Linked DNA regions of Sus scrofa: region 1 is linked to region 2. Evidence: chromatin contacts called from public Hi-C data. All regions are on one chromosome and are shown on one strand. The core of a region is the stretch at or near the end of the contact, and the rest is flanking DNA. Distances in the headings are between cores, read along the strand shown.

Region 1 (2,700 bases), core at 14-2,513, 39 kb after region 2:
CAGTTTCTTCCTCCTATTTCCATAAATGTGACTTCAGGTCCTGGAAAATAGGACTTAGCTAATTAGGATGTTAGTGTAGTGGATCAACAGCATTCACCATAATAATTTACTGCAGTCATTTATCAAGCAGTTAAAAATGTACATCTAACTTTCCTGCTCTTTCTTACACACGTCTTAATGGTAACAACAACTCTATCAGGTATTACATCCATTATCTGAAACGAAGTGAACTGCCCAGGTTCACATAGCAACAAATGGCTGATGAAGGACCTGAACAAGGGCCTTAGTCTTAACCACTACACACAAACTGCCTAGCTTTCAACTGTAATTCCAACGTGATCATAAAACTAATCGCATGACCTTGGGCCGATCATTTCTGAGCTCTGGGCCTCAGTTTCCTTCACTATAAAACGACCTGCCCACGGAGAGCTTTTGGGTGCTTTCCTGCTTTTAAAAGCCCACTGAATTTACGACGAGATTACTTACTCCCCCAATCTCCAAATAGATGTAAATGTTAGGACTTAAGTTTTTTAACCAGTGCGTGTTCTAGCACATTCTCCATACTCTTCAGGCTGCTACAGTCCAGTCTTCACTTTGCGGTTTTAATTTTCAAATTTTAGATCTGTAATGCTAATTCTAAATATCCTCTCTCTGTCCTATTATCACCTTTCCCCACTACTAAGAGTACCAACAAGGCCCGATCCTATTCCAGACCTTTACCCGGTTACTCTACCCCACCTCACAGCTTCCCAGGCAGTCAGCAATAGGTATAAGAAAGCCCTAGAAGCAGAACCATGAAGAGAAGTTAGCTTTCCCAGAGGTCAAGAAAGGCTCTAGGACACCTGCCACGCCTCCCAACCCCGGCGGCGCGGCCTGGGCCTGGCTCCGCAACTCAAGCGGCCCAGGTTCAGGCCTAACCCATCCCGTCTGGCGGGTCCACCAGGGCCTGAGCCATCGAAACTCAGCCGGACCCCTCAGCCCCGGCCACGCCCGGCTTCTCGAGACCTCCGCCGCCAGGCCGCGCACCCAGGCCCCCGAGGGTCCTCACAGGCCCGAAGACACGGGCAGGCCCCTGTCTCACCTCAAGCCTCAGGAGGACCGCCGGTGGTGCCCGCGCCTCCTCCCGCCCGCACACCTGGCCCCACGCTGCAGTGGAGACAGCGGCTGAGGGAGCCTGACCGTCACGTGCCGCAGAACCAAGAGGCCTCGACTCCTGCAGCCGCCGCGCGAGCGAGCCCCACCGCACGAAGCCCGGCCCTGCGTCCGCCCCTGTCTCCTCAGTAGCTACCACCAGCGCCAAGTCCCGCCCTCTCGCGCAAGATCCTGAATTCAATTGGTTATTGTGGCCATCGCTCTATGCACCTTCCCATACGCCCCCTAGGGCTATTCTTCGTGGAGTGTGGGGATTGGTTAGGAGTGAGGCAGGAAGTGGCTGTTGGTTGGGCAGTATGGAAGGAGGCGGTGTACGGCGGCATCGGGATCGGCGGGGGCGCGCGCGCGCGCGCGCGCGTCGTGGGGCGGGACTGGCCAGGCAGGCGTTCCCGCGCTGGTTGTTCTGGTGCCTTAGTGGGCGCGCTGCCCGGCACTGCATCCTAATTTCTATGGTTTCGACCGTTCAGGTGCCTGGACCCGGGCCTCGGGGTCTGGCATCTCATTCCCTTCGATGAGAGAGCAAATGGAAGCTGGCAGGATGGGTGGGAGGTCCATTGAGCCATCGGGAAGGACCTGGTTTCCAGTGCAGCGAGTGCGCAGATATGATGGAATCAGTCACGGCTCCCTTGGCCTGTCCTGGAGTCGCTGTACACCAGGCGCCACCGTTCCTGCAGAGTCATTGCTCTGGGCCCAGCAGTCTGAGGCCGCCTTATCACCCAACGTCAAAATATAGCCCAGAATACTATAATCCAGCGTTACTTCAACTTTCAATTTGTGATGTTTCCAAAAGCAAGATAAGACAAAAAGGGCACAATCACACTTAACAGCAGTGAGTGAGAAAAAGATGGTGCAATGGAAAATTTTCAAACACACCACAGATTTTGTAACTAACTTTTAGCACATCTTCAGTTTTCTGGGCCTGAGACAGAGCAGGACTGTAGATCCTACTAAGGATCTTGTTAGAGATTTTTTTTCCGTTAAAGCACAATGTTCTTAAAAGGAAGCTGAGGCCAAATCTCTGAAGAATGAATTTTGTGTTTGTTTTTTTCACAATTTGAAGTCACTTTATTTACTGACCCAGATTACAAAAATAATCACATAGACAACTCAGTTCATCCATTTAATAAGCCTGTTAGATCTATTTATCTGGGCCCTTCAGGAGAAGATAGTTTGAAGGGCCACAGGATGTTGTTTGCTTCTTTGAAGCATTTTCCAACAGTACGGATTTCATGAATAAGATCCTCCAGGAGTTACTATTGTGGCTTAGTGAATTAAGAACCTAACATAGTGTCTGTGAGGATGCGGATTCAATCCCTGGCCTTGCTCAGTGGGTTAAGGATCCATCCTAAGCTTAGGCGTAGGTCACAAATGTGGCTGCAATCCCATGGGTTTTTTTGTTGTTGTTGTTTTTGTTTTTTTCATTTTTCTTATTACTCAAATGAATTTATCACATCTGCAATCCCATGTTGCTGTGGCGGTGGTGTAGGCCAGCAGCTGCAGCTCTGATTCAACCCCTAGCCTGGGAACTTCCATATGCCACATATGTGG
Region 2 (2,700 bases), core at 86-2,585:
GAAAGCAACAACAACAAAACCTGTTTTATCAATTTCAGGGAGGAAAACTTCTAACCAACAAATTTCCCGAATATCTACTGAGAACCCAAAGGGAACAATAATTTACCGACGAAACTTAACACCGTCAGAGATTTTAAACAGGCTTATAATTAAAACTGGAATTGTCCACAATATTGCTGGAATCACAAATACACAAACTTCGGAATTCCCTAAACAAAGAATACTTTTGTGCCACGCAATGAGCAGTACTATGCCTTCACTAAGATTTCCAGATTCTCGGATTTTCCATTCAGAACAGTTTGATCTGGTCAACTAAAGTTCGTCTTATTCTCATATTTAAGCCCTGACGCTGCAAAGAGCAAGGACCCAATGGACATTTACAGAGTAAATGAAGCCACTCTCAAAGGCAACTTTAATACCAGTCTGTTCCAAAAGTAAACTACTCATAATTTCGGAATCAAGTCTGGAAGAAAAACCTTTCAACGATGGTTCGCCAACCTTCCCGGCCGGAGCCTTAACGTAAGGTCCTTGGGGTCGTGTTTTCCCAAAGTAATGCCACAGTGCCATTTCCCGCAGATGACAACTGCTCAGTCCCTGCCATATTAGCCTCCCCCGAGCCAGACCCGACGAATTAAGGGCACTGGGGAAGTCTCAAAGGGCCCCAGGAGGCGTCGGGGCAGAGTCTCCCAGGAAGGGGAGGCTCCCCGAGCCCTACTCACCGCGACAGGGCGGCCGTGCTCCGGACCGTCAGTGACGTCGAGGCGGGGGGCCGGGGCAGGCGCCGGGGCCGGGGCCGGGGCAGGCGGCTGCCGGTGCTTGCCGGCGCGTTTGGCCTTGGCCTGGATGCAGCGCTGGTGTAGGGCGAAGGTGTGCTGGCGTTCGAGCTCCAGACGCTCGGGCGACACGGCCTCGTAGCGGGCCTCGCAGGTGCTGTGGTGGCGCCGACACAGCTCGATGCGCCGGCGGAGGCGCTCCATGACCGCGCTGTGCCGCGGCAGCGCAAACTCCGCCATGGGGCAGGTGGGCAGCACCATGGGCCGCGGGCTGCACGGGCCGGGCCCAAGTCGGGCCTCTCGGGGCCGGCTGGCACTGTGGGCTCCGCTCCCCGCCCGTGGCCCGGCCGCCTTATGGCCACGCCATGACCCCGAGAGCTGTGCAGCGGGCTCGAGCGCGGCGGCGGGTCTTGCTCCGGCCCCGCTCGGCCCAACCGGGGCAGGCGTTCGCTGCCCACCTCAGGCCTCGGCCTGTCCCCGCCGCCCCGAACCCATTGTTTTCCGCGCCGCCGCCGCCGCCATCTTAAAATTGTTTTCAGGGCTCTCGGAAGAGGGCAGGGCCCCGGCAAGCTACCCCGGCGTCACGGCTGATGAACAGGGATTGCAGCCAATCAGAGAAGAAAGAGTGGGCGGCCCGAGGGGCGGGCACGAGCACGCAAGAAGCGCGCTAGGGCTCCCGTGCGGAGTTTAAAAGGAACTCTCTAGTGAGAGGCAGAGGGTAGCAGCTGGGCGGGCTTCGGGCCTGGGTTCCAGCCAACTGAGACCGCCTGGAGCCGGCCCTAACACCGCCTCATGCGGAGAGGCCCTTCCGGGTCCGCAGAGGAAAGAGGGGCAGGCCTAACTGGCTAAACCCAGACGCCCGCCTGGCACTCCTTCAGCCTCTTTAAATTCGGCTTTGATGAGCTCTCAAGTAAGCCATGCTTTTTCCAGCTGGTTTTCTTCCCTCACTCATTACATTCAGCCTCACAATTGGTCAGAATCGTACACGAGTGAGCTGAAAAGGTTTGTTTCCTCTTGCACTATTCTGAATCATCGAGACTATCATCTCCCTTTATATGTCTTAACAGATTTCACAAGTTCAACTACCACTTTAAAAAAAAAATCCCTAGTAGATATGAAGAGAGAAAGGAGTCTAGCTCTTTCTTTGCGGGGTGGTGGTGGTGGTGGGAGAATAGAACTGCAAAGGATGATCCTTAAGTAAACACACATACACCCACCCAATCAGGGAGCCTAGCCTGCAAACTCTTTAAAAAATATATTTTAAAGATTTTAAAAAGTTTTAAAGCTTGTTAGGTAAAACAGAGTCACTCAACAAAATCCGACTAAAGACAACTGCACTCTAGTATTATAACCAGTACGTAAAGAGAATGGGAGACTGTAGGGAAAAAACAGGAGCAATGAAACAGATAGTCTGTGGTGTTGGGCCAAGTTAACTAGAAACAGGTATTGGCACCCTGATTGCTAAAAAGTTAAATAGGAGGTGCCAAAATGAGAAACGTCAATAATAGCTCAAACATGTTACACTTTTTACTAGGCCAGTGAAAACGTTTTATTTTAAAATCAGAAAAAAAAAATTGAGTCCTCATTCAAATAGTATTTGTTTTTATACAAACGCAGAAAAAAATTTAAGTGGCCCAGAAAGGCAAAATTGCCTAGGGCTCATGAATGCCATAACATGGTCCTGCTCTTAACATTCTTCAAATTCTACACCGGAAATAATTTCTTTTCTAATAGCAAAGATAATAGTAACTAGGAGCATTACATTTCCAGTACTTTAGTAAGCACTTCAAAAGCCTAATATTGCATAAATACAGTTGTGGTCTTTCAAAAATATCACTGAAGGAGTTCCCATCGTGGCGCAGTGGTTAACGAATCTGACTAGGAACCATGAGATTGCGGGTTCGGTCCCTGCCCTTGCTCAGTGGGT

What was found. Hi-C and Micro-C count contacts between places; a contact is called where the count stands out from the background.
Region 1: a contact with region 2 is called in a Hi-C map of skeletal muscle, with 2.4 times the contacts expected there. The contact joins the promoter of CANX here to the promoter of MAML1 in region 2. A contact is called at or near these places in 2 of 5 promoter capture datasets (fetal liver and liver), 13 of 47 Hi-C or Micro-C datasets (alveolar macrophages, brain, embryonic fibroblasts and 6 more) and 2 of 2 datasets of contacts at active chromatin or transcription factors (alveolar macrophages and skeletal muscle).

The regions. Positions count from the first base shown.
Region 1 is chr2:78,914,565-78,917,264 of Sscrofa11.1, forward strand. It overlaps CANX (calnexin), which reads right to left and starts at 1,264. Exons shown (of 15, transcript NM_001243210.1): 1 at 1,082-1,264.
Region 2 is chr2:78,875,298-78,877,997 of Sscrofa11.1, forward strand. It overlaps MAML1 (mastermind-like protein 1), which reads right to left and starts at 1,336. Exons shown (of 5, transcript XM_003123646.5): 1 at 720-1,336. The coding sequence starts at 1,034.